Linked DNA regions of Mus musculus: regions 1, 2, 3, 4 and 5 are each linked to region 6. The links are chromatin contacts, called in public HiChIP or PLAC-seq and promoter capture Hi-C maps. All regions are on one chromosome and are shown on one strand. The core of a region is the stretch at or near the end of the contact, and the rest is flanking DNA. Distances in the headings are between cores, read along the strand shown.

Region 1 (4,480 bases), core at 123-2,622, 710 kb after region 6:
CATGTGAACCAACAGCCTCTTCAATCTTCTATGCAGGCCTTGGGCACTCACATGGTACACACATTTACATGTAAGTATTCACACATACACATAAATACACAAATGAATAAATGAATGAATGAGTGAGTGAGTGAATGAATGAATGAATAAGAGCCCAGTCCTCCTAGCTCTTACATCTAGACTGGCATGGTGAGAGCTGTAAGCAGAGTTACATGAGGGCTTCTCCACCTTCAAAACTCTAAAATAACAAAAAGGTAGCTTTTTTAAGCCTCTGCAAATTCATGGTAATTGTTACACAATAATAGAAAATGAATCTCTCATTCCTAGAACCAAGATTCCTGTTTTCAATCCTGGCACTATATTCTAACTACCTCATTATGACAACATTAGCATAAAGGACTACTTTTACCTGACAGACACTAGGTCACACTTCTGGAATGGCTTACCCGGATGCTGTGTTAGAGCCTGTGGGTGAGTCTAAAACATTCTACATCCACACTCAGCCAGCTACCAGATGACCAAAGCTATGGGACTGAGGTCTTCTCAAGCTTCTTTTATTTTATCCCAGCTAATAAATAATGGCTTGAGATCTCCAAATGTTTCTGCTTGTATAACAACAGTATAAATGCCTTTAAAACCAGCACAAGCATGGTTTAATGTAAGGAAACTAGTCTTCTAGAGATGAAGGGAGGAGACTGGGACAGAAAGAAGAGAGAACTATTATGCATTCATCATACATTTTAATGCTAGCTCTTAGACTATAATCAATTCTTCCTATTTTGAAAATAATTAATCCACATTCTACACTTGCCATCTCATTAGCCATCTCCAAATACTAAATGCTTACGTGGTTGGTATTTACACAACTTACATAAAATCTGTCTAAGGACTTCTATGGATGGATTCTAGTAGGTGTCAATAGCTCAACAGCAAAGCAACTGCTGACTGAGAATGTTTTCTACAGCCTTTTCCCTCTGACATATAATAAACACTTAAAAAGATAGGTGAGGAACGCAATAAAGAGAAATCAGAGAACTCTGTGCTCAACCAGTACTATGTGACCTTAGTTTGAAGTTTTAAAGTATATATATTTTTTTAATCTAAGGCTTTCTAGAAGAGAATGTTTTTCATTTTGCAACTACCTACTCTTTAACATAAGTCACCAAAAATAGCAAAGTGACAAAACCCTTTCTTTGTCCAGAGCAATCTCAAATCACCAGAGAAAAGGTGCCCTGTGTGCACACACACAGAAGGCCTAACATGAAACTGGAGTGAATGCCCAGCAAGCTGCTCTCACCCACACTGAGCGTCAGGGAACATCACAGGGTTGTTAGGTTGAACGCTTCAAGACAAACAGCTTCTAAATACAACCTGTTCTCCTGAGAATATTTACTGCTCTGCCATCATCACCAGGCCTCCCTGACTCTAGCATCTGCTGTCTGATCATACACAGTCAGACAATTTGATATTTCTGCAGAAATAGCTACAAAACTTGGGCTTTAGCATCTATGTAAACTAAAGATGTTCCTCTAAAACACTGCAATTCCTTAAAGCAGGTGGTTTTTTAAAGCTGAATTTTAAAGTGATCTTTAGAAAGGTAACATAGGACATATGCTTACATATTACTTACTCTTTGAATTTAATTAATTCCAAAAGAAGGTCTATGGACCTAGGGGCTAAAACAAGCAGTTGGACAAGCTAGTGGAGTTCTTTACCTCCAGCAAGATGAGATAGCACCTTCGGTTCTGCACTGCTACTGAGAGAAAGTAGAATGCCAGAGTTAAGGAAAAGCATGTCAGTTTGCCTGGGGACAGAGCTGCATGTTTGATGAGTTTGCAGAAGGCAACTTGAGATGCAGTAACCACAGGACGACTCTGCACCATGGTTTCCGAGACTTTCTTCAAGGGAACTATATACTCTCCCACCTCTGAGCCCGAGTGTGGAGCCCAGAGGTTAAAAACAGTCCACGCAGTACTGAAGTCTGCAGCCTCTTCTACACTTAGGTAGTTCCTTTCCAGATCACCTACAATAATCAAATTCACATACAAACTAGAGAAAATCTGGGAGACCCAGACAAATGAACATAGTCCTCCCCTAGTCTCTGAACCTTCCAATAGTAAGAAAATACAAGACTAGCCAAATGCAAAGTAAAGAACATACATGAATTTCAATCAATCTCGAGAGTTTGGCAGATGGGAAGATATCTTTAAAGCTGTGGCTCATTAAATCAAAACTTAGAAAACAGAAAATACATACATCAAAATATTAATAAGCTAAGCTTCTCTAAAAATTCTGCAGAGAACAAAAGTAATTCAGAACAGTCATTTATCATACACTGAAGAAATTACTGGGCTAGTCATTAAATGAAATTTATTCAAGTTCATGAACATTAATCTTCTTTATATGCAAAGCAAACAAAGATTGTCAGGTAGTTTCAAGCAAATGTTGAACCCTGTCTGGCAAGCTTTGGCTGTGTGTTGAAGGTTTATATGTGTGCTGGTGTTTTTGAGTTGCAAAAAATAATATTACTAACTTTATGAAAAATTCTTTAGACTCACTTTTTAAACACTTGATGTTTTTTATGTACATTGGCATTTGCCTACATGTGTATAAGTATGTGTACTGGTGTTTTGCCTACATATATCTCTGTGGGAGGTGTCAGATAACCGGGAACTGGAGTTACAGGCAGTTATGAGCTGCAATGCAGAAGCTGGCAATTGAACCTGTGTCCTCTGGAAGAGCAGCTAATGCTTGTAAACTCTGCGCCATCTCTCCAGCCCCTAGACCCATTTTTTATTGTAACACATAGATCAGAGCTTCACTTTGAAACTACACAGGCCAAAAGTAAGCAACCTCACAACAACTCATACAAAGAAAATCAGCACTGTTCTCAAGGAGACTTGTGGGCTACAATTCTCATTTAATTGCCCAGGATAATGGCAAATGCCCTTGATGGACACAAAAATGCAAAGTAACCAGAACACAAACAGCACCTGTGCTGCTCAAATAGTAACCAACCAACAATGCCAACACCAAGGGACTACACAAGTATAGAAAGACTAGGAAGAGAAGTACTGAGACAAGAAAATGTACAGAAACCAGTAAGAGATGTTCTAACCTCATCTAAGCACAGGGATCAATGCTAATAATAGCCTGCCAAACCTGTGAGTGTAAGCAATAAAAAGGAAGTGCAGTGTTAAAAGTACCAGGGGAGGAAGACAAACAATGTAAGAAACGGGTGAGCAGAGGAAGGTGGGCGAAATCAGGCTTCCAGAATAGGTGATGGGAAGAACTGGGAGAGAGGAAGTCGAAGCAAGAGTGCAAGCAGGAGAATGAGAGAAGGGTCAGGGCAGCTTGCCTCTGATTTTACTACCCATGCACATTCCAACTACACCCAGGGCCCTAACTGAAAGAAACACATACAGCTGGCTCTGCTATGAGCCCCAAATCACCTCACACCTACAAGACTTATAATAAATTCCTTTCATCCAATAAATATTGGAGGTTTGCACAAAGAAATCAAAGATCAAGAATATGTAGTTACTGCTATGAAAGAGCTCAGAGCTCTTGAGAAAAGGCAAAGGCAAACATCACAGGTGCTGAAAACTGGCCTTCAGTGAGGAAAGAGTGGGCCATGAGCAAGCACAGGTCAAATAAAGACAAGACCAACAACACATAGATGGGATGGACTACATGAAGCATCAACACGTGGGTAGGAAGTACTGAGGGACAGGAACAAAGAACACAGAGGCAGGAAATACCAAGGAACCATGATAGAGAACAGAGGGACAAGAATGAAGAACAGAGCGACAGGAAGTGCTGAGGAACAAAGAGAACAGAGAGACGGGGCTTCCACATGGCTCTTGTGCAATATGAAAAAAGAGTACCACCCACCTTTTCATTAGTCAGGAGAATCAAAGATTCTAGATTCTTCCTAAGGGGGAGATTTATTCCATTTAACATCTGGGTAGGCTGTGCCTCTGCAAGCAAAGTCAGCTACTACAATGCATTAGGGTGATTGTGTATAGAAATCATTTGTCTATTTTCTCAAACTGGTATGAACAGATGGTGGGGAGGAACAGTCTGTGTATGGCTTGCTTTTGCCAGGTTCTGCCTGTTGGAGGAGTATCCTTTCTGTGCAGGATCCTGTCAGCATCCCAGCCTGTGAAGCTGAAGGTTTCTGGGGGATGCTTCTCGTTGACAAAAGGTTTTCCTGATGTTGATCAGAAACATGCTTCTCCAATTCCAATCACAGCATTTTGTCTTGTTTTAGGTCTGCCTAACAGCTAAGTTTCAGCATTTCCCACATGACATCACAGTGAATCACATGATTATAACTATTGTTGCTTTCTGTTCTTCAAGTCTCCTCGCTGACTGACAGGTCAAAAGCTTCAGATCTTCTCCTTGTGTAGCTCATGAGCTTGCAATGCCGGCTCTACCAATTTCTAAGTCTATAACACTCCTACCAACAGGAGACACA
Region 2 (4,256 bases), core at 545-3,044, 690 kb after region 6:
CTGGAACTGGAGGATATATTTCACATACCACACAGTTGGTCATCTTTGTTTTGAACTAATAAGACAACAAAAGCGATAATGTCATTCGGGGAAATAGAAGGAGCTACAAAAATGAGTTGTGGCTCACTTTTCTGTTCTTAACAAGTTTTTTGTTTTGTTTTGTCTTTTGTTTTTTGTTTTGGGGATTTTTTTTTTTTTTGGTTTGGCTTTTTTAGCCAGGGTTTCTCTGTATATCCTTGGCTGTCCTGGAACTCACTTTGTAGACCAGGCTGGCCTCGAACTCGAAAATCCGTCTGCCTCTGCCTCCCAAGTGCTGGGATTGAAGGTGTTCACCACCACCGCCCGGCTGTTCTTAACAAGTTTACAAACAAAAAGCAACTGTAGATTTTTTTTCCTTTTGAATCATCAAAGAGTCCTATTTTTAAAAGCTATACATAGTAATTTAAGCCATCATTTGATAAGTTTTTTTTTTAACAGTGACTACTATACTATGACACTGGTTAGGACCAAATCAACTCAAGATGCCTGCCATCCTGCTGCATTGTTTCCTACTCTATCACTTACTGCATGAACTCTTTCCTGGGAGTTAGGCGGGTAAATCTGACTTACAAGGCTAGGCATATGGCTCAGTGGATAGGCAGCTGCTGCTCTTTCAAATGCCAAAATTCTGTTTCCGGTGCCCATTATCAGGCAGCTCATAACTTTATGTAACTCTGCTTGCACAGAATCCAGCCCTCTCTCCTGGCCACCTCAGGTGTCCATATAGAAACAAGGTGCATGCACATGCACGAACACAGGCACACATCAAACCAGACAGACAGACAGACAGATAGATAGATAGATAGATAGATAGATAGATAGATAGATAGATAGATAGACAATAGTTTAAAAAAGAATCATCCTTTCAATTTCCCTACCTCCTTTCAATACCAACACGACTTACAAAGCTCAACTTTCCCAGACAATTTGTCTATCATCCCTATTAAAGTATCAGGCCTTGTGGGCACAGATTTCATGAACTCATGCATGGGACATTCACTTCTGCTATTTGAAAACAGCAAAAGTAACTCTATCTTCTTTCACACACAAAAAAAATATTAATCCCCACTGTGCACAAATAAACATAACTCGAGAGGAGGGCACGGTGCTTTGGTATTTGAGCAGCATCTGTTTGTGACGTAACCTGGTTCTTGTTTATGTGTTGGCAGGCTGCTGTCCACATGTGGATGATATAAGGGAAAACACATGATTATACACTTGGCAGAGGCACAATTATTCTATTGAAAAGGCAATAGGCTGTGAAAATCCACATCATCCAGCTGAAAAGACCAGCAGGTAATCCAAAGGCAAGAAAACTCAGCTCCAAAGCAAACCTTGGGGTGACAAATTAGTAATTTATATAAGAGTTGGGAAATTTTTTGAACCATTTTTCTACTCAATAGTTATTTACATAAAAAGATGAAAGTTTAAAACAAAGCAAATAAGATAATTAATAGGTACTATCATCTCACTTGAACCTTCTTTACTAAGCCCATGAATAAGTCTCAAGCAGCATATAAACATGATTTCTGCAAGATGAGAGACACCAGGAAACATTTCAGCAGTAAAATCAATGACATCTATAATATTAATCAATCAAACAAAATATGTTTACAGTGAGACATAACGTTTCTGGCGGAAGCACTTCACCCTGCTTGCTTCTGTCATGCACTCTAGCACAGGCACATGGCTCCATCTCCCCCGGTGTCCCTGCTCTCTAAGCATGTCTGAGCAGATGGCATGCACCGACCATGGGATGCATGCATTCCAATGGTAACACCAGGAGTCCCATCCAAACAAAAGCTTTGAAAGTCCTCAGTACTACTCTTCCTGCCAATAAAACACACAGCTGCAAACCTTTCCATGGGATACCATGTGGGTGAAGCATCCAACCTGGCAGCCATGCATATTAAACAAGAATAAGACTTCATAGAGCTTTTGCCAGACATGATGGTGATACTGTAATCCCAGCCCCCATGGGGCAGTAGGAAAAAGTCAGAAATTCAAATCTAGTGTCAGCTACAAAGCAGCACCTTATGTGGAAAGATACAGACAAAGAAAGCACACAGAGCTGGTGATTCGCACCTTAAGTCACTGCACTCCGGGGATGGGGGACTGAAGCACTGAAAGGGAAGAAGCATCTCCTGTCAGAGGCCAGCCTGGGCTATACCTGAGACACTGAAGGGGAGGGAACAATGTCTGTCAGAGGCCAGCCTGGGCTATACCTGAGACACTGAAGGGGAGGGAACAATGTCTGTCAGAGGCCAGCCTGGGCTATACCTGAGACACTGAAGGGGAGGGAACAATGTCTGTCAGAGGCCAGCCTGGGCTATACCTCAGACACTGAAGGGGAGGGAACAATGTCTGTCAGAGGCCAGCCTAGGCTATACTTGAGACACTGAAGGGGAGGGAACAATGTCTGTCAGAGGCCAGCCTGGGCTATACCTCAGACACTGAAGGGGAGGGAACAATGTCTGTCAGAGGCCAGCCTGGGCTATACCTCAGACACTGAAGGGGAGGGAACAATGTCTGTCAGAGGCCAGCCTGGGCTATACCTCAGACACTGAAGGGGAGGGAACAATGTCTGTCAGAGGCCAGCCTGGGCTATACCTCAGACACTGAAGGGGAGGGAACAATGTCTGTCAGAGGCCAGCCTGGGCTATACCTCAGACACTGAAGGGGAGGGAATAATGTCTGTCAGAGGCCAGCCTGGGCTATACCTCAGACACTGAAGGGGAAGGAACAATGTCTGTCAGAGGCCAGCCTGGGCTATACCTCAGACACTGAAGGGGAGGGAACAATGTCTGTCAGAGGCCAGCCTGGGCTATACCTCAGACACTGAAGGGGAGGGAACAATGTCTGTCAGAGGCCAGCCTGGGCTATACCTGAAACACTGAAGAGGAGGGAACAATGTCTGTCAGAGGCCAGCCTGAGCTATACCTGAGACACTGAAGGGGAGGGAACAATGTCTGTTAGAGGCCAGCCTGGGCTATACCTGAGACACTGAAGGGGAGGGAACAGTGTCTGTTAGAGGCCAGCCTGAGCTATACCTGAGACATTGAAGGGGAGGGAACAATGTCTGTCAGAGGCCAGCCTGGGCTATACCTGAGACACTGAAGGGGAGGGAACAATATCTGTCAGAGGCCAGCCTGGGCTATACCTGAGACACTGAAGAGGAGGGAACAATGTCTGTTAGAGGCCAGCCTGGGCTATACCTGAGACACTGAAGGGGAAGGAACAATGTCTGTTAGAGGTCAGCATGGGCTACTTATGAGACCTTGTGGCAAAAACAAACAAACAAGCAAACAAAGTTTGAGCTGTCTGTTGCAGTGGTCTTCACGGTGAAAATTACTGACACAATAACAGATTGATTAATAGTTGTCAACAGATAGTTGTCAAAACTTTCAGATCAAAAAGAAAACCTCTGAAAACACCAAAACCGATGTAAGGTAAGAAAAGGACAAGTTGAGTTTAAAATAATGAAAAAGGCAGAGAGGCCCAGCTTTGTGTTGTTAAAGTGCAAAGAAATCCACCTCCTTTAGAATCATGGTCTGTGATCAAGCACACAGCAGGGAACAGTTCACCCTATCCCAGAGAATAGATGCAATCTTAAAAATTAAGCCTGTGATACTGGCTGTTAGTTTACAGTAATTGCCTCTTTTATGTTTAGGTATAGGCCTTCAATTCCTGATCTCTCCAATACTTTTAACATGAGGTGTGTTGTATTTTGTCAAATGCTTTTTCTGCATCTAAGGAGATGGTTATGTGATATTTTTTTAGTCTGTTTATATAGTGGATTACATTAATGGATTTTCAAATATTAAACCAACCTTGCATCCCTGGGATGAATCCTACTTGATCATGGTGAATGATAGTTTTGATGTGTTCTTGGATTCGGTTTACAAGAATTTAATTGAGTATTTTGCACCGATATTCATAAGCAAGCTTGATCTAGCGTTCTCTTTTTTGGTTGGGTCCTTGTGTAGTTTAGATATCAGAGTAATTGTGGCTTCATAGAATGAATTAAGTAGTGTTCTTTTTGCTTCTATTTTGTGGAATACTTTGAGGAATATTGATATCAGGTCTTATTTGAAGGTTTGGTAGAATTCTGCACTAAATCCATCTGGCCCTGAACTTTTTTGGTTGGAAGGTTCTTAATGAGTTCTTCTATTTCCTTACAGGATATGGGCCTGTTTAGATCAACCTGCTCTTACCTT
Region 3 (4,667 bases), core at 397-2,896, 650 kb after region 6:
TTAAATGAGAGTCTCGACTCCTGGGTAAACAGAAGGATGGCTAGTGGGATAAATGAAAAGCCTAACATCAACATCCCTCAGAAACGAGTGGCACAGGCTTCCATGTCAGGAAGAGCCACTGTTTCCAAAATGTCAAACTGGGGGCATGTCCATTCCCAGGGATCTCTAAGACTATTCCATAGGAGGTCAGGAACACTCTCTTTCTAAAGCTACTGTATAATCTTCCTTTGGACCACGTTGACATTTACATGAATGGTGCAATGTCACCATGGGGAAACTGCTAATCTAGTGCTATAGATCTGAGCAACGTTCTCAAACTCTACACAAGCCACTACATTCACCACAGCTATACGCACTAGAAATAAATGCTGTTTCCACTTGGGAATATGTTCCCTGGAATACAAAATGACTGATTGTATTAAACCTAAACCTAACCATTGAGTATCATCTTTTTAATATGGGAATTGGATGGGGGAGCTCTAGCAATGCACATGATAGTAGTCTCAGAAAGCCCCTGTTCGGTAGAACTGAGCTTCCAGCTTTTGTCATGGAACATTATGCTTATATAAAGCAAAAGGACTGACCACAAGAGTGTGCATTGAGAATGGCTATTTGGAGAATATTTTTTAATACACAAGGAAAGAAAGGAGGCAGAAATGACAGTGTAGCAAGCAATATTTCTTACAAAATTTCAGAAGGGAAACAGGCAAGAAAGGGGACTTCTGAATGGGTATGCTGATGAGCTCTGGGTGGCATTAACAAATGTGGAGATCTGCAGGCCTCAAAAAGATGGTTCCCGTATGACCTGTGCATCCTGTTACAGAATCCTTCATGCGTGAAAGGTTCATGCCAAACACAACACAGAGTGATGGATTTTAAAGTGATAGAACAGAAAAGGGTCACTGAAGTATTTTCAGGTTGCACACAACAGCAATCCTTTGCTCAAAGTCTGATTCTTGGTTTTCAGTCTAGGAGCAAATAATATCCCAAATTATTTGATCAAGATTATTAAAATACTCTGGAGGATTGCTGCATATTCTGCAACTCCAACTACACATCACAGGATGAGTGAAGAAACAGATATGAAAATGTAGCTGTCTCCTCAAAAACCAGACAGTCAAGTCAGACAACGTCTTCATTTTCACTGATGGCTTGTGGTTGGAAAACATAGTTACTTTCTATAAAAGCATGCCAACCTGGAATGAACTTCCTATGGCATATTTCAGCAAAATGAATATTTTTACATTTTCTAATAAGGCGCATTGCTTACATTGCTAATGAAGTCAACAGCTGTAGAGAGAAAGAAGAGCTCCCTGGGGCCCTCCTGAACTGTCAAGCATAAGGTATTGAGGCAGCAGTGTGTGCCCAGTGTGTGCCTAGCCAAGCACCACACCCACAGAACTGTGTGGGTGCCCACTGTGATCAGGATCCATGTCCCTTGGGGTACTGTTGTTTCACTGAACAGCCCATAAACAACATGGAACTCTTGGCAGCAGGCAAGCTCAAAGGCAACCAGAAATTGCAAAACAACATAAAAAAGAGAGGAGTGAACTCATACCATTTCACAGAGGAAAATAAAAATGAACTCAAAGAGAAAAGTCATATAGCAAAACCACAAACAGTAGAAGCTCAGCTGCTCCTCTGACTGAGCACAAAGTAGCCACAGAAGTCAGTGAGCCTGGTGTTAGCCCTTAGGGGTAAGTGGATGCTCATCTTCTGAGGATGAGACAAAACCCTGTTTATTCACACATGGAAGAGAAACCCATCTCAAGATTGCTGCTGCAGCAACCAGCCAGCAGCCAGACATCCTCAGCTCTGCCACACTGCACCAGCCACACTGCAGGAGGTTATCTCTAAAGACACTTGTCTTTCAAAGTAGACAAAGCAGGGTTGGAAACTGGGACTCTGAAAGGGGTCTGAGTTTAAACAGAAAAACATGGTGATAAGAAAAGAACAACACAAATAAGCAGTTATACAATTATTTGCACAAATACACACTTAACTCTACTCCTTTTCCTTGCCCTGAATGTGTCTAAAAAGAAAAATCTATCTACAAAAATGCATTGGCTCACTATGCCTCAATTTGGCCCAGAGTCAGATATATGGTAAACTGCAACAATGTAGAATAACTGGAAATTTTAGAATATTCTTTCACTATATATTTAAATATATCTCTTTATATAAACATGTTTATTTATAAATAAGAAATATTTATTATTTATTTGTATATTTACTAATTTGTATGTATTTAATATATTTATTTACATATAATGCATACTATACATATTTATAAATACTTATATAATATATTATATATTTTATATATTTATATGTAATATATTACATAAATATAAATTTGCATTTATATATCATTTTATATATTTATACTACATACTATCTGTATTGAATTATATTAGACAATAGGACAAGCATGACATAATACCTCAAACATTCAAAGTAATGAGTAACATTAGTCGTTTGTGCTTCTCTGCTGTTCACTCTTCCTACAAGTAAAGTCAGATGAAAGTGCATGAGTTCACAAGGATGGAGTCATTATGAATATTCAAGGTCTATATTTTCTGTGCTGGAACCTATGCCTTAATGTCTTCTGAACTATATAAATCTCTACTTTTTGTTTTTTTAAGATTTATTTTTTATTATTATATACAAGTACACTGTAGCTATCTTCAGACACACCAGAAGAGGGCATCAGGATCTCATTATGGGTGGTTGTGAGCCACCATGTGGTTGCTGGGATTTGAACTCAGGACCTTCAGAAAAGCAGTCAGTGCTCTTACCCACTGAGCCATCTCACCAGCCCAAGTCTCTACTTTTAAACACATGGCACCAAGCTTGATTCAGTCACACAGCATGACTTTGAGATCATTTACTGTAGGTATATTACTCTGATATGCAAACATAACTCACTTTCTCTACAAACGTCCTGCTCTCCTTCTATCTACAAATAACACAGGGATACATCTATGCAGACATAAAGCTAGAACAATTTCCTCAGAGTGGCACAGCAATGTCTAAGGATGACTGGCACAGAGAAGACATTGTTTTCATTGCTGCCGTCAGCAGACCCAACTCCACATGGCCCCAGTTACACAGTAGAGAGAGATGGCCAAGAACATCCATGCTCCCCACTAGAGCTGTCCATGCCTTGCTATCAGAGGCCAGTGACACAGTGCAGACAGCTGCAGGCACTTTGCATTATGACACCTGTCCCCCAGTGGCTCTCTTCTGCTCTTTCTCTTTGGCTTCTCTTAGCTTTTTGCCATCTTCTAATTGTTTGATCCATCTTGAACTTTGTCCTAAAAGTCTTGCTTTCTCTAGATAGCTTTCAGGTATCCATAGTGTTTACACACCGTGCTTGGTTTGTTACTGGTTATGTGTGTCACTTACAAGTTGCGAGTTACTATTCTAAGGTTCTAAATTAGATGCAAGTCTTTTAGCTTTGTCCACAAAATTTTCAAATTATGCTCTAATGTCCTCAATGTATTCCTAAAGTCACAGTGTCAATTCTTTCATCTGCTCAAACTAATATTTCTTCATCCACAAAATAGTGACTACTCTAGACAGTTTTTAATCCATTCTATGACCTTTGAGCAGAAAGCTTCAGCTACAAAATTCAATTAAATGCATTTTGCTTAGTGGGAAGATAATTCACACAAGTGTAAAACTATTTTGAAAGCAATAAGAGTATAAAAATCATTTTGTTTACTCAATTGAGAAACTGCAGTCAAGTTTCTCTCAAGAATATTTAGCTATTCACCATGGTCCAGTGGTCACATTCTCTTTCATTGAAGAAAGTGCATTGGAAAAGTAAAAGAGTAGAGTGTAGGCCCCTAAGAATCAGTAGGTATCGCAGTCTCCTCATACTAGGTGAGGTAAAACATGACAGAAGTGATCAGAAGGGCAGGGAGTTTTGAAATTAAGAAAGGCAGCTTTGGCGTAAGCTACAGGTGGGTGGAAAGGATGCCTCTGTCTCCATGAGAAGTGAGGCAGTGGACCTGCTCTGTCCAGCCAAATTCTGTATATCACACTCATATTTCAAATGAAAAGTAAAGTCTTTACACCCAAGTATTTTATTCAGTTTTGGAGTAAATTGTGCATCTGAAAGTCTTCTTAAGTAAAGAACTGGTTTTGACAATCCTCCTAAGAAGGCTCACTGGTTTGGAAACTCTTTGGACAGTAGACTCTGTCCTAACAGTGACTTCCAGTCTTTCACCCAAGGTCACTTTTCATACCTGTGTGGCTCCGGATGTGAACTCTCAGGGTCCCACTGCTGGCAAATTTCTGGCCACAATATGGGCAGACTTTCTCCTTTTCTCCTGTGTGTGTCTAAACAGGAATAAAAATGGTTCATGATAAATACAAAGGCTTTGGTAAAGATGATAAACTACCTCTGACAACAGTGAATCTGTATTTTCCAGGATTATGTTTCATTAAAATGATTTAATGTCACAATGTGACTTTAAACAATTTATCATGGATAATCCCATGGGTTCAAAGATTGCTTAGAAGCATGCATTAGTGTTAATTTGAAAATAATTCTGCCGTCTACTGCTTAAGCCTTTATGTAGTCCTTGTCTGACTAAACATGATTAAGTTATATAAAACCAGTGCATGGAGCAAAACCACATAATCAAAATGGGGCCAGA
Region 4 (4,852 bases), core at 330-2,829, 530 kb before region 6:
AAAATAAAACAATAAAAAACAGCAGCAGCCACAGCAACAACAATAACAACAAAAAAAGAAAGGAAGGAAGAGAAAGAAAATAGATCTTTCTGTATTCCTCTTCTGCAAATTAGATACAAGTCCTTTCATATCCAGGAGCTACTGTGAGGATCTTGCTATACAAACTGAAAGCATTGTGTTATACAACCCTCATTAGCAGATGAGATCATAATTCTGCTTTTACAGAATGTAAAAGGTGTTTTCATGCATGGCTAACTTTAGTGAGTGCCATGTCCAGACACTGTTAGTCACCTTATCTATACTGTTTCAGTTATTTCTCAAAGTGATTATAAGCATCTAATTTCTATAAAAACAAAGAGATAGGCTGAGAAAGCAAGACAACACACCTTAACTCACAAATCTTTCATTTCTGAAGAATTCAAATTTAACTCCTAATCCTATACATTGATATTACCCCTGCCATCTCCTTAATACCTTGTATGTCTTTACCAGTCTGCTTCTGGGTGACTGAGGACAGAGTTTATATGAGATTTCTGGCTAAAGCCTGTCTCTTAAGCACTGAAGTAAATACTCACTAGTATATTTTCACTTGGCTGATTGGCTTCTCCACATTTATTGAGCTTCTGCAGTGCCAGATACACAAGAAGTAAAGCAGGAGTTCCACTGTAAGTAGACCATTCTATTGCAGTCTGGCATATGCTACACTGCACACGTCTACCCTGACATAGGATGATCCATATACAACCCAGAGAGTGGAAGCTCAGCCAAAGGAACAACAGATGGGTCAGTTCAGTGCACAGTGAATCAACCACATGCAAATACCCCAAACAAAAACTTTCCAAGAAAGCTCCGGCGCCGAGAATGCTTGGCTGGCACGCAAACCTTAGCAGAGAGGAGTCCCTCTGCCCTTGGGGATTGTACAATGCTTAAAACAGCTCCCCGACTGTGTTTACATCAGCAGATCTAGGGCAAGGGGAGTGCTGGAAGGTAGCTGCCTGCTCTGAGGACTCTTCCTCTGGCCCATGAACAGAGCTCTACTCCTCTGGGCTATAGACACAGCATAGCTAGCTTTCCACAAGACACCCCACGCCCCGAACGGACTAAAGTAAGCACATAAGATAGGAGGAAGGAGCACTGCTCAGTCTAGCAGGCAGTGAGCAAGCAGACTCTGCTCCTCAGCTCCTCACTAAATTCACAAAGCCATTTCCGACAGTGTTCTCAAACCTGCCCTTCCCGCTTCTGCTGCTTGCCTAAAAAGTACGTGGCTGAGAACTTTCCAGAGAGACCTTCTTCTTCTCCCCCCAGCTAAGTTTCTAAGCTTAACTAAATATGTGCTCATCTTTTTGTGCCCCCGTCTTACAGTAGAGAGGGGATAATCGCAAATCATAAGTTGATTTCCTCCACACAATACCACAAGCCACTGGCTCGCATTAATGTTCTCAATTCCCTAATAAAAAGACAAGAGACCCTGTTCCTGTCCCTGTCCCTGTGCCTGCTGCTGTTCCCTTTCTATGACAGAAGTTTGTGGCACACACTCAGGAAGTAGTGGAGGCACAATCTCCACTTAGTCTTGCTGCGACTTGATGTCCCAAGACAGGATGTTACGCAATAGGGGCTTCCCCTTCTCTGAGGAGAAGGGAAGGGGGAAACACAGGAGGGATTTGTGAAGGTGGAATTGGAGGAGGGCTCTGATCAGGATGTAAAGTGAATTATTATTATAGTAATAATGATGAGAAGATGCCCCTGGGCTGCAGAGTTCAGGGTACGGAGAGTTTATGTATCTGAGTCAGGGTGGCTCTGCAATAGGGTGAGACTGAGAAATTCAGAGAGAGTCGGATGATCAGGTCCACAGTGACATGTTAAATAGGTACCTTAGTGATTTGATTAGGTTTGAAACCCAACAGTCGTCATTTTAGTATCTGACTAAATAGACTTCAAACCAAAACTAAGAAGAAGAAATAGGGATGGACACTGTATACTTACTTTTCAAAGAAAAAAAAAAAAACTCCACTAAGAGGGTCTTGCCACTCTAAATAACCATGGAGCAAACAAAAGGGCATCCAAGTTCATAGAAAAAAAACACTACTACACAAAAAACACTACCTTCACACAGTGGTAGTAGGGGACTTCAATACCCTACTATTGCCATGGATCAAAACTGGATATTACCAACAACAGCATCTTCAATGAGTGGTTCTGTTGCTGACCAAACAGATACATACATGCAGAAGAAGGCAAATAGATTCATATTTATCACCCTGCACAAAACTCAATTCCAAGTGGATAAAGGAAAGGACATCAACATAAGCTCAGATACCCTGAATCTGATAAAAGAGAAAGTGGGGAATAGGCTTGAACTCACTGGTATAGGAAAAGACTTTCTGAACAGGACACCAACATTACAGGCACTAATACCAACAATATATAAATGCGATGCCACAAATCTGAACATTTTCTGCATGACCAAGGACACTATCAGTTGGGTAATGCAGCGGGCTACAGGATGGGGAAAGATTTTTACCAATTACCTATCTGGTTTTTGGTTGTGAGTCTAGTCATTAATGGCTGAATCATCGCTCCAGCCCACCAATTGCATAGCTCATAGAAGGTTAGTGTCTAAAATATATAAAGAACTTTCCAGGTAGTGGTGGCATACACCTTTAATCTCAGCACTTGGGAGGCAGAGACAGGCAGATTTCTGAGTGCAGGCCAGCCCGGTCTCTGCAGAATGAGTTCCCGGACACCCAAGGCTACAGAGAAATGCTGTCTTTAAAAAATACAAAAACAAACAAACAAAAACCACCAAAAGCCCAAACAAACAAACAAAAAACAACAAACCAAAAAAAAAAAACGCAACAAAAAACAAACCCCCCAAAAGCAAACAAACAAAAAAACAAAATTAAACCAAACCAAACAAACAGAAGAACTAAAACACTGAACATCAAGAAAATGAAGAATCCAAGTAAAAATGGAGCATATAGCTAAACAGACAGGCCTCAAAAGGATGAAGCACAACTAGCTAAGAAGTACTGAAAGACATGTTCAACAACCTTAGTTATCAGAGAAATGCAAATCAAACCTAGTTTGATATTTCATCTTACACTAGCCAGAATGGCCAAGATCAATAAAACAAATGACAGCTCATGCTGGCAAAGTTGTGGGTAAGGAGCACACTCATCCGTTGCTGGTGGGAGTGCAAACTTGCATAGCCACTATGGAAATCAGTGTGATGGTTCCTCAGGAAGATGCAAATCAGTCTACCCCACGATCCAGGTATACTGCTCTTGGGCATCTACCCTAAGGACATTTCATTCTATAACAGAGATGCTTGCTCCTTGCTGCTATATGCATAATACCCTCAAAGTAGAAAGTGCCTAGACATATACCAACTGATGAGTTGATGATGGAAATGAGGTACATTTACACAACAGAAGATCACTCCTCTATTAAAAAATGAAAATGTTAAATCCACAGATAAATGGATAGAACTAGAAAAAAATGAGCTAATCGAAACCCCCCCAAAACAAATATTGTGTGTGTTCTCTTATATGTGGCTGCTAACTTTTAAATCTATGACAGATGTGTTACTATCCTAATTATTACAGATGTTAGATATAAAGTAAGGAACCAGAGGAAACAGCGGGATCTCTCAAGGAAGGAGAAATAGTATAGAGAAATAGCAACAGGAGGTTTAGGTGAAGAGGAGGAAGTAAGAGGGGAGTAAGCGAGGGAATATGGGGTGGACAGCTAATACTAAGGACCATTTGAAGAGTCATACAAAATCTACAAGAGTAGAAGCTTCTTAAAATATATGCATGTATGAAAGAAATCTAAAAAGAATTACCAAATAACAGGGAGACAAAGTCCAAACTAGATATCTCTTGACACCAAATGAAGCCTCCAGTGCCAGGAATGGGTTACAGCTAATGGAGTTGTTGGCCAAAGGGGCCCCATAGAAACCCTCAAACAACTTAGGCTATTACCAAGGCTATTGGTTACTCTCCACAAATTGATGGGAAGGCCTGATTGCTGAAGTTGATACTTACATATCTCACTGAAACTTGCAGAGTCGGGCTGGAGAGATTGCTCAGCGGTTAAGAGCACTAATTGCTCTTCCGGAGGTCTTGAGTTCAAATCCCAGCAATCACAGGGTGGCTTACAACCATCTGTAATGAGATCAGATACCCTCTTCTGGTGTGTCTGAAGACAGCTACAGTGTACTTAAATATAATAAGTTTAAAAGAAAGAAAGAGAGAGAGAGAGAGAGAGAGAGAGAGAGAGGGAGAGAGAGAAAGGAACGAACGAACGAACGAACGAACGAATGAACGAACGAACTTGTGGAGTCAATCTGTGCCTAAGTAAAGACTTCACCATTTTTGAGTAGAGTCTGCACACTACCAGAGAAAAGAAAACACCAACCTTGCTACAAACCCTTTGATTACAATGGTGACCTGGCTGCATGACATGCTGGTACAATGGTGGCCCAAGTGATGTGGGAGAAATCAACCATTACCTGCTTACATTTCAGGTCTACTCCATGAGTTGGAATTCATCCCTGACACTGTTCCAGTGGCCAAGAATCTGGAATTATCAAGGTCATGGACCCAGGGGAAAACTCAATACTATTGTTATGATAAAGGAACAGGAAGAAAATGACTTTTAATGACATTCTGCTATACCCATAGATCATTGTCTTGCTCAGCCATCATTAGAGAAGCTCTTGCCTCCAGTTGATGGAAACTAATACAGAGACCTACAATTGGACAATGCGCAGAAGTGAGAGACCTCAAAACACTCAGTCCTAAATGGGATGTCTTCATCTAATCCCTCTACTCAGGGCTCAGGGAACTTT
Region 5 (4,389 bases), core at 530-3,029, 590 kb before region 6:
TCACAACTAATCTCACCGCTCCCCGGGGCTTTGAAAATACCTTTCTGATGATGATATAGCATTGGAGCTCCTGGGCTGACACTGTTGTTTCACAAGACTGTGACTCTCCAGGTACTTTTTCAACCTAGGATAAATCCAACAGCTCACCCATGTGTCATCCCTGCATGCCTTATGTAAGATGTGGTTTTGGAAAGGGTCTAGCTGCGGTTTTGTTTGTCATGTGGGTAGCAGACCCTCCTCCTCTGTGCCCTCACCCTCCCCAGGCTTCTGTGACCTGACTCCAGTGTGGATGTGACCATCTGTTTCTGCTGCTTGCCCGTGTGTCTGTCTTGCTCACTGTGTCCCCTCAACAGCTGACACGGGGACAGCTGATCTTTCTGGAATAGTCAGCAAATCCCAAATTGCTCATGCCAGAAGCCCCCAGAGACTGGGAATGGCTGTGTCAAACTGGGTCAATGGAGAGGGAAGGGCCAGAGGGCAAGCTTGGGTATAGAGAAGGAGTTGGAGGAGGGGGTACGCTTAACGGAGTGTGACACGGGGTTTGAGGAATGGAAGGCTGCTGGAAATGGGCCCAGAAGCCTTCCCCTAAGAGATCTGTGGAGCCATCTATCTAAGCATCCCTTCATTTACACATCTATTACATGGGAGACATTTTACTAGGCACTAGGAATGATACAGGTACAAAACAAGGTCCTCATTTTCATGCAGGTGATATTTAAAGGTGACAAACAAAACTTAGTAAAGGGACAGACCCATGCTGTATCCATGCTTTGAGATGAATCCTGAAATGGGTAAGGGTCTGGAGGGAAGGAAACAGCAGTTTAGTGAAGACCTAAATGAAGGTGAGCAAAAACCACGTGGGCTGATCGGGGAAATGTAGGCCAGCCAAGGGACAAAGATATATCAGGCCTTGAGACAAGACTGGGCCTAGCATCAAGGAAGGAAGCCAGTAAGATGAAATATGTAGGAATAATAATGCTCACAATTCAAAGGTTTTAGTATAGACATGACACCCAAAAACCTTTTGGATTTATAACAATTCAGATTTAATGGGTTTTAGGTAAGGGATGTTCAACATTTATAATCTTTGCAGGTATTGTCGATTCTGGAAACTCTCAACTCCCTTCTGGTTCAAGCATATTGGATAACGGATCGTTAGCCTGTGTTAACTCACCTATTTCTCACAAATACTAAAAGGGAGCGACTGAGTCACCCTGTTTATAGTGAGGAGACAGAAACATGGGCAGATGGAACTCGCCCAGGCACACACAGCTCATGTGTGCTGAGTCTGGGTCCACGCTCAGGACTCACTCCTAACCACAATCTGTCCTTGGCTTGGAGCCTCAGATTTGTTCTGTGCGGCAATAATCCTGCTGCCCTCTCGTCCCCATTGGTATTTCAAGATGAAGTTTGGTATCATTTAGGCTCGGGTCTGGCTTAGCATCCACATGTACATGCGCTGTGGGTTTGAGAAACAAGAGTAGGCAAAAGAATATCAGTAGGAAGAAAAGGGAGAAGTGAGGCATTTTTGAGATGGTTAGAACCACCAAAGAGAGCTACAAGGTGTTTGAGGACACCGAAGAGGAAGCATCTCATATCAAGATCTTCCTGGAGGAAAGGGGGTGCTCTGAAGCCAAGCCGGCAGAGCAAAGGGAAGGGTGCCGATCCGCCTTGGCTTTCCTCTTCTCATTCAGTGATCCCCGAGTGTGGTAACCATCACTGCTCTCCTGGTAGGTTCCGCTTTTAATGTCAGCTAAGAGCTGATCACTTTCTTCCTGCCTCCTTCATTCTGACCCCCTGCTGGTTTCCTCCGCCGTTGAAGCAGCCAAGAAGTGAGAAGAGCCCCAGAGGCTGCAGATGCCTCGTGGGCTTTGCTCACAGGCAGGAAGAGCGTTTGGGATGCAACAGACACTTTTGCAAAATGGTCCTTTCCCTGAACGCCAGCACAGGGCAACTGTGGCTCAGGGATCCGGTTGGGGAAGGCCACACCTACTCATCCAGCTGGTTCTGGAAGAAGAAAGGAGGCAGGAAGGAGCCTTGGAACCACAAGAAAGGCAAAATCAACAGCTGGGTGTGAAGAACCCCCCACAGCCTGGCAGGACTGGGGCCTCCTCTGCCAACCATACTTCCGACAGCCCGGCCCTTATTTTCTTCCTCAGCAGGGAGAAAGAGGTGTGGAAGTGGGTGGCTCTCAGGAGAGGGTGGCAGTTTTGAAGTAAAGAGGAGTTGTTTCTGATGTCTGCCCGGAGGTAAAGCTGGGTCCCACTGGAATGAATTTGTGGTTCCGGTGAAAGGAGTGATGTTGACAAGGAATTCTTGGATTGGTCTCATGTCCTTAAAAGCTGCTGCCAAGCCAAAGAGGGAAGGGAAGTTCAGCAGAGAAGTATGGGCTGAGACTCCCTGCCCCCCAACACCCACACAGACTTGGCCTCCAGTGCCAATGAGCACATGACTTAGGCTCTCTAACCAAAGTTCTACCATGAGGGAATTTTGCTGGCAGGACCCTGAGTTCAGGGGGCATAAAGTTCAAACGAGAGGGGTGTCTCTAAGCAAGGCCAGCCTGAGCTGAGAGCGTTATGGCCTCTCAAACTTCCTCATCAAAGAGGAGAAAAATGACCAAGCAGAGCCAAACCAGCTCATAGAAGGCGTTCCAGAAGCCAGAGAGATCCCTGAAGAAGTTTCATATTTGAGTTGACACCTAATGTATAGCAGAAGAGGGTGTGGGATATCCCCTTCCCAGATCAGTACCATGTTCCCACACATCAGTCATAGAAAGCTGAAGGTCATTTGTCTACCTGACCAGCCACCAGCTCTGGATAACTTGACCTTAGATAACTCGCTTAGCTTTGCTCTCTTGGTTCCCTTGTCTGTCAAACATACTAAAAAAGTCCATATAACCAGGTTCCTAAAAATACTAAATAAGAACATGTACTTATAGAGCTGAGATATACCTTGCAACCACTTGATAAATTGCAGTGTTCATGAAAATTTCCCATTAGTTTCTGTCAGGAGACACATCTTCCTTGGGGCCTTTTTGATTATGAAGACCTAGAACTAAGCTACTGAGTGGCTCAGCTGAGGTTTGAGTGGAGAGATGGTGTGATAGATTACTGCCAAGGCTAAGCTCTGAGCAGGAGCAGGAGGCGGAGTTGGCCTTCAGCTGAGATGGAAGTCCCAGAGTGCAGATTTCATTCTCTGTCCTTTGTATCTTCCCAATCAACATAGTTAAGCCCACTAATGATGGGCGGGATGGTTTACATCTGCATCCTGAAACTGGAAAGCTGAGTCATCTCTCTTTTTGCTGAGACAGGATCTTACTGTCCTCAAATTCATGATCTTCTTGCCTCGACCTCCCCAGTGGTGGGATGATAGGCACCACTATGCCCGACTCTCAGATTTTATTTCTATTACTATTGTTGCTGTTGATGGGGTCTCCTGTAGCCCAGGCTGGCATCTAACTTGTTATGTAGTTGGAGGTGGGTTTGGACACCTGTCTGTATCTTTCAAGTGCTGGGAATTCAGGTTTCTGCTACCGTGCCCAGTTCTGTCTGTCTGTCTGTCTCTGTGTGTGTTCACACATGTATGCTTGCACATGCATGTACATTCACACTCATGCATATCATATTCGTACACACATGCACATGTAGAGGCCAGCGGTGAATATAAGGTTGTTCTCAACAACACTCCATGTTGCTTTTTGGGACAGGCTTTCTTCTTTAACCTAGGGAGCTTGCTGACTGACTAGAGAAGCTGACCATAGAGACAGGAGTATGTGCCTGTCTCTTCCCTCAGTGCCAGGATTGCAGGCACTGTCATTGCACTTGGCTTTTGTGCAGGTGCCTGGATCAAACTGAGGTCCTCATGACTCTGTGGCAAGTACTCTATCTACTTAGTCATTTCACCAGCCCTAATATAACTTTTAAAATTTAAATTTAAACAAATGAATGAACCCAATCAGTTGAAATTATAATTCCCATGAACCTTAAACAGACAACGTGTGACTGCATATCTAAAACTTAAGTTGAATTTTGAAGCGTATGAATATTTTGCCTGCAAGGATATATGTGTACCACGTACAAACCCACTGTTCCCGGAAGTCAGGAGAGAGCACCAGATCCTTTGGGACTGGAGTGATGCATGCCTGTGCCTACCATGTAGGTTGTCTGCAAGAATGCCCAGTGTTCCCGTCCCCTGAGTCATCTGTGCAGCCTGAAGCTGTTGTTTTGTACAGCCCAGTTCCAGGCCTTTCCTTTCTCCCTCTCTGCTAGTGCCAAGCTCCCGTGCATACTCCATGGCAGATCACGTACATGGCCTTCCGCAGCAGCGTCACTCTCAGTGGCCTGCTGCTGAGTACCTATGCTGGGGATTTGCTTCTGAATCCTAGAGAGC
Region 6 (4,181 bases), core at 1,510-4,009:
AATTCTAGCACTCGGGAGGCAGAGGCAGGCAGATTTCTGAGTTCAAGGCCAGCCTGGTCTACAAAGTGAGTTCCAGGACAGTCAGGGCTATACAGAGAAACCCTGTCTCGAAATACCAAAAAAAAAAAAAAAAAAAAAAAAAAGAAATCCCTCACAAGCTAACAAAAGAACAAAAGTATCTTTAAAAACATACCATAGACAGTAACTGTAAGAAATCAGTTCAATACAATGTGAACTCATGCAACAACATAAAAACAAATTAAGGTAGGAATAACTCAGCTCATACTTACCCTTCCTCTTTTGCAGTTTTGTCACACTCAATATCAAACTGCCATCTTTCAAGGACTTCACCACTTTCAATATTTGAGATGACCACCACCAGTTTCTGAACTGAGCACTTGTACAGCCACTCTGCAACACACAAGGCAGCGCTCAGACTCTAGCCTATGACAGAGACTCTCTTCCAAAGACCCACTCTCGGCCTTACAGAACTCTCACAATTGAACTTCCTTTCTTGCATAAGGAAGACAATTCTCCACTAATAATTTAGCTGAGTTTTAAATTCTCCATATTACTAATAGGCAGAAGGCAGAGCATCAGAACCGTGAACCTGTACTTTCTCTGCAATTCCCAGTGAGAGCATATGACATATACTCATCTAACCACCGCCAGTCACATCTGTGGTGGCTGGTCACAACAGAGACACTATAAGAGCATAAAAAATCGGACTACTCTGGTAGGTGAGGGAAAGATTAGTTTTTACACTAACTGTACAAAGGAGAGGCAAATACAGGTTTTAAATGGGAAGGGCATGCATGCACGCCTGCACACACACACACACACACACACACACACACATGTATATACATGCATACATGGGCAGACTAATTGAAAAGTAAATTCTTTTCAATAAAGTAAATAAATTACATAATTATGAAAAGTCAAGATGCTATGTCATATAAAATCTTACAAGTTAAATTAATGAAACTGTACTTTTAAGAATCAGGAAAGCCACAACTGTGTTTTGGACAGAGTGACCAATTAGCCTTGTGTTTCTAAACTATCATCCTTGCAAGTAAGTGAGCTGCAGGGGGTAAAAGGATCCACAGATACCAGAATTCAAAGCAGATCTTATGCTTAAAAGCCCTGCCGTTTTTGCCTGTGAATTCATATCCAACCTGCACAAGTGTTGATGAATACTCTACTATGGATACAAATAGCAAGGCATGTTTAGAAGTCTGGCCTTAAACTGGACACAGTGGCAAATGCCTTTAGTCCCAGAACTTGGGAGTAGAGCCAGGCTGATCTTTGTGAGTTCAACGATAGCCGGGTCTACATAGCATGTTCAAGGACAGCCAGAGCTACATAAAGAGACCTGTCTCAAAAGCAAAGCAAAACAAAACGGCCTTAAAGACAGATGCCAAGCTAACCATGTTCAGGTGGCCACCAAAAGGCCATTTTAATACTGAAGTTAACAAAAAAAGCAATAAACACTGTTAATGAATTTACAATTAAAACAAACTACAACACCCTTTCACGTACAATAAAACTCAAAGAGAAAAAAAGGCAGTTGCAATGCTTTTAGAATTGGTATTTTGTATGATTTCATTGGGAGCTACAAAGCAAAACACAGAATGGCGAAATCCTTTTAATCGGGTAAAATTTCCAATTTGCTGCAACTGGTTAACCTACAAAACCCACTCTTAAAGCAGCTTAAAGATTCCTAACATCAAGACATTCAGCCTACTTAAAAAGAGGTGGGGATTCCCTCCATTGCTTGCTTCCTCCCAGTTGAGAATGACATTTGAGAAGGCATGTTGCTTTAAGTTACTTGGGACACAAACCTGTAAGATCACACACTGAAAACGTGATTACCTTTTAGCTGTTCCACCACATTATTGAGATACTTTATGAGCTCGGGGTCAGTAGTTGTAAGCAAGGTGAGTCCATATTTCTGCACTCTAGTAAAGGTTTCCGACGGATAAATGCCACGCTGATACAAAATGCTGTTGATGCCAAATGCTGAAAACGAAAGAAATAAAGCCGTAACCGTGTAATAACGTTTAAGTCTCCCAGAAAGCAGAGTAGGCACAAAAAGACACGGAAAACCTTTAACCCAGCAATGTCCAACTTCGCAGGTTTGCTAAGTGTAAATACAGAGCATGTGGTCAGAGGATGTCAACACAGACCCCAGCTTTCAGAGAGCGAGTAAGATGATGACCCAGGTCAGCCCCGTTAGGTTCCAGGAGGCCCAGGCCTGCGCTGGGTGGTGCAGCGTTCCCCGCCCCCGGGAGGATCCGTGGTTCCGTCCTAGCGCGCGTCCTAAGGCCCGGCTCAGCCTCAGCTCTCTCTGGCGGCGGGGGCTGCGCTCAGCACTCACAGAAAAACTCGGCCACGATTTCTGCGCTCCCACGCAGGGTGATGCCTTGCTCTCGGGCGAGCTGCTGTGCCATCACTAGATCGAACGGAGAACACTACCAACCTCACCGCAGACGGCGCCCTAATGGCTTCTAAGCTATTCCCCGCCACCCGGTTCAAAAATAACTACGCAGCCCGCCGGTTGCTCGGTGCGCAGGCGTAATGAGCCCTAAGCCCCACCTACGTCGCCAGTTTCCGGCTGGCTTTGTAACTCCGAATCCCTCCCTAAGGCCGCCTCAGGCTTCCGTTTTGTTCCCTAAGCCCCTCCCACATTAGAGAGCCGGGTCTCTTCAACATTCCGCTCCACATCGGCTCTTCCGCCCTATGCCCAGTTGCACCACGGGTTAAAGCCCCGCCCAAAGCGACTTGTATCCGGCCCTGGCTCCGCCCTCGCTGGCTGACCGAATGAGCAAGCGCAGAGTGGTTGGGGCGTCTTGTTCCAGGTCCTGGTGACCTACAAGGTCCGTACTGTGCAGGACCTCGGATGAGGTGACCTAGAAGCGGCCCAGAGATGGTCCTGAGATTACCTGCCTGTCAAACCCGTGGTCTGAGCATCCCTGAAGCATGGTCTCAGCTTCGAGGATAGTTTCAAGTCTGGGAGAACCTGGTTTTTGGTTTTGTTAAATATGATGAAGGGAACTAGGTGGGACAGAAGCTTAATGATGCTTGTCACCAAGTAGAGAAGCGAACCCCTGCAAATTGTGTACACACACACACACTAATAATCATTTAGTAATGTCTTTATTTTTCTATACTACATAGATTTTATAAGTCCACAAAGGATTTAAATGATAGAGACACTTGATTTCCTTTTTTTTTTTTTTTTTTTTTTTTTTTTTGCAATTAGCTTGCTTTTAAGTTTTTAGTCATATGTACTTTCTTTTTGATCGTTTAAGGCCTATACCAGAGCATGTACGATTACATATGGGATTCATGCTACAGTTTTAATATTGTACAGTAGTATTGTGTCCAGGAGATGGCACATCTTCCAACTATGCTAAATGGTTCTAACTCTGGTACTCAGACTGCATTTTGAAACCAGTTGACTATTAGAGATACTATCATATGCAGGTTTAAGAAGATGGCTCAGTGGGTAAGAGTGACTGCTGTTCCGAAGGTCCTGAGTTCAAATTCCAGCAATCACATGGTGGCTCACAACCATCTGTAATGAGATCTGACGCCCTCTTCTGGTGTGTCTGAAGACAGCTACAGTGTACTTATATATAATAATAATAATAATAATAATAATAATAATAATAATAAATAAATCTTTGAAGAAGAAGAAGAAAGAACAAGGAGAAGAAAGAAGAAGGTTTAGAGCCTGAACTAAACAGATGCCAGGGAAGTTGTATAAACAATACATCAGAGAAAGAAACTGTGACATATGAGGAGGAAAGAAATGGTGGTATAGATAAAAGTGAGGTACTAGCTCTTTCTTACCAAACGGTGGTTGGACTTAATCTAATTTATTTCAGAAACATTAAAAGATCTGGAATCTTTGATGGTTGATTTCTTTCCTATTTCCTTTTGACTGCGTGGTTTAACATTACCTCTCTCCCCATTTATTAAAAGCAATACTATAAAATACTTGAAAAATTCTCAGTTTCTCATATTTACTTTGACTCACAATTTTGTAGACTCTTGCTGTGTATTATTTAGGGTAAGAATGTTTGAACAGGGAGGAATAGAAATTGACCCCCCCCCTTGGTATTAAAATAAGTATTTTTTTTTTCTAAATCTAGAAGCACATAAAGTTTGAGGCT

Evidence for each region. Promoter capture Hi-C pulls out the DNA fragments that hold promoters and counts their contacts. HiChIP or PLAC-seq counts read pairs in DNA pulled down with a chosen protein or histone mark.
Region 1: a promoter capture Hi-C map of hippocampal neurons shows a contact between it and region 6, with 3 times the contacts expected there. The contact joins the enhancer-like site here to the promoter of Mad2l1 in region 6. A contact is called at or near these places in 7 of 39 promoter capture datasets (the 3T3-L1 cell line, embryonic stem cells, hippocampal neurons and 3 more) and 7 of 115 datasets of contacts at active chromatin or transcription factors (acute myeloid leukemia, embryonic stem cells and stem cell-derived neural progenitor cells).
Region 2: a contact with region 6 is called in a promoter capture Hi-C map of hippocampal neurons, with 4 times the contacts expected there. The contact joins the enhancer-like site here to the promoter of Mad2l1 in region 6. A contact is called at or near these places in 7 of 39 promoter capture datasets (the 3T3-L1 cell line, embryonic stem cells, hematopoietic stem and progenitor cells and 3 more), 1 of 15 datasets of contacts at CTCF or cohesin (the NIH/3T3 cell line), 11 of 115 datasets of contacts at active chromatin or transcription factors (acute myeloid leukemia, astrocytes, bone marrow-derived macrophages and 4 more) and 2 of 9 other capture datasets (embryonic stem cells and macrophages).
Region 3: a contact with region 6 is called in a promoter capture Hi-C map of hippocampal neurons, with 3 times the contacts expected there. The contact joins the enhancer-like site here to the promoter of Mad2l1 in region 6. A contact is called at or near these places in 8 of 39 promoter capture datasets (the 3T3-L1 cell line, cranial neural crest, hematopoietic stem and progenitor cells and 3 more), 1 of 15 datasets of contacts at CTCF or cohesin (the NIH/3T3 cell line), 2 of 484 Hi-C or Micro-C datasets (the Ba/F3 cell line and double positive thymocytes), 13 of 115 datasets of contacts at active chromatin or transcription factors (the 230-238 cell line, T-cell acute lymphoblastic leukemia, astrocytes and 7 more) and 2 of 9 other capture datasets (liver and macrophages).
Region 4: an H3K4me3 HiChIP or PLAC-seq map of pro-B cells shows a contact between it and region 6, with 2.8 times the contacts expected there. The contact joins the enhancer-like site here to the promoter of Mad2l1 in region 6. A contact is called at or near these places in 2 of 39 promoter capture datasets (hematopoietic stem and progenitor cells and pre-B cells) and 5 of 115 datasets of contacts at active chromatin or transcription factors (acute myeloid leukemia, bone marrow-derived macrophages, extraembryonic endoderm stem cells and 2 more).
Region 5: a contact with region 6 is called in an H3K27ac HiChIP or PLAC-seq map of T-cell acute lymphoblastic leukemia, with 5 times the contacts expected there. The contact joins the enhancer-like site here to the promoter of Mad2l1 in region 6. A contact is called at or near these places in 2 of 39 promoter capture datasets (the C10 cell line and stem cell-derived epiblast-like cells), 1 of 484 Hi-C or Micro-C datasets (hematopoietic stem cells) and 11 of 115 datasets of contacts at active chromatin or transcription factors (the NIH/3T3 cell line, T-cell acute lymphoblastic leukemia, embryonic stem cells and 3 more).

Annotation. Positions count from the first base shown.
Region 1 is chr6:65,817,858-65,822,337 of GRCm38.p6, reverse strand. The region is part of intron 2 of Prdm5 (PR domain containing 5); the gene reads right to left. Among named protein-coding and RNA genes, the nearest start is that of Prdm5, 41 kb to the right of the region's middle. Within about 2 kb of position 1,372, at least 2 of the 459 cell types and tissues checked have an H3K27ac peak or open chromatin away from gene starts, as enhancers often do. A contact at or near this core is called in hippocampal neurons, where this site is marked.
Region 2 is chr6:65,846,834-65,851,089 of GRCm38.p6, reverse strand. All of the region lies in intron 3 of Prdm5 (PR domain containing 5), which reads right to left. Among named protein-coding and RNA genes, the nearest start is that of Prdm5, 70 kb to the right of the region's middle. Within about 2 kb of position 1,794, at least 14 of the 459 cell types and tissues checked have an H3K27ac peak or open chromatin away from gene starts, as enhancers often do. A contact at or near this core is called in hippocampal neurons, where this site is marked.
Region 3 is chr6:65,885,765-65,890,431 of GRCm38.p6, reverse strand. It overlaps Prdm5 (PR domain containing 5), which reads right to left. Exons shown (of 15, transcript NM_027547.2): 12 at 4,254-4,347. Among named protein-coding and RNA genes, the nearest start is that of 4930544G11Rik, 64 kb to the left of the region's middle. Within about 2 kb of position 1,646, at least 10 of the 459 cell types and tissues checked have an H3K27ac peak or open chromatin away from gene starts, as enhancers often do. A contact at or near this core is called in hippocampal neurons, where this site is marked.
Region 4 is chr6:67,066,143-67,070,994 of GRCm38.p6, reverse strand. E230016M11Rik (RIKEN cDNA E230016M11 gene) reads right to left here. Exons shown (of 7, transcript NR_040278.1): 4 at 4,047-4,166. Among named protein-coding and RNA genes, the nearest start is that of Gm29928, 23 kb to the left of the region's middle. Within about 2 kb of position 1,579, at least 114 of the 459 cell types and tissues checked have an H3K27ac peak or open chromatin away from gene starts, as enhancers often do. A contact at or near this core is called in acute myeloid leukemia, bone marrow-derived macrophages, hematopoietic stem and progenitor cells and 1 more, where this site is marked.
Region 5 is chr6:67,126,736-67,131,124 of GRCm38.p6, reverse strand. No RefSeq gene overlaps it. Among named protein-coding and RNA genes, the nearest start is that of A430010J10Rik, 29 kb to the left of the region's middle. Within about 2 kb of position 1,779, at least 79 of the 459 cell types and tissues checked have an H3K27ac peak or open chromatin away from gene starts, as enhancers often do. A contact at or near this core is called in T-cell acute lymphoblastic leukemia and embryonic stem cells, where this site is marked.
Region 6 is chr6:66,533,799-66,537,979 of GRCm38.p6, reverse strand. It overlaps Mad2l1 (MAD2 mitotic arrest deficient-like 1), which reads right to left and starts at 2,759. Exons shown (of 6, transcript NM_001355624.1): 1 at 2,381-2,759; 2 at 1,876-2,022; 3 at 291-411. The coding sequence starts at 2,453.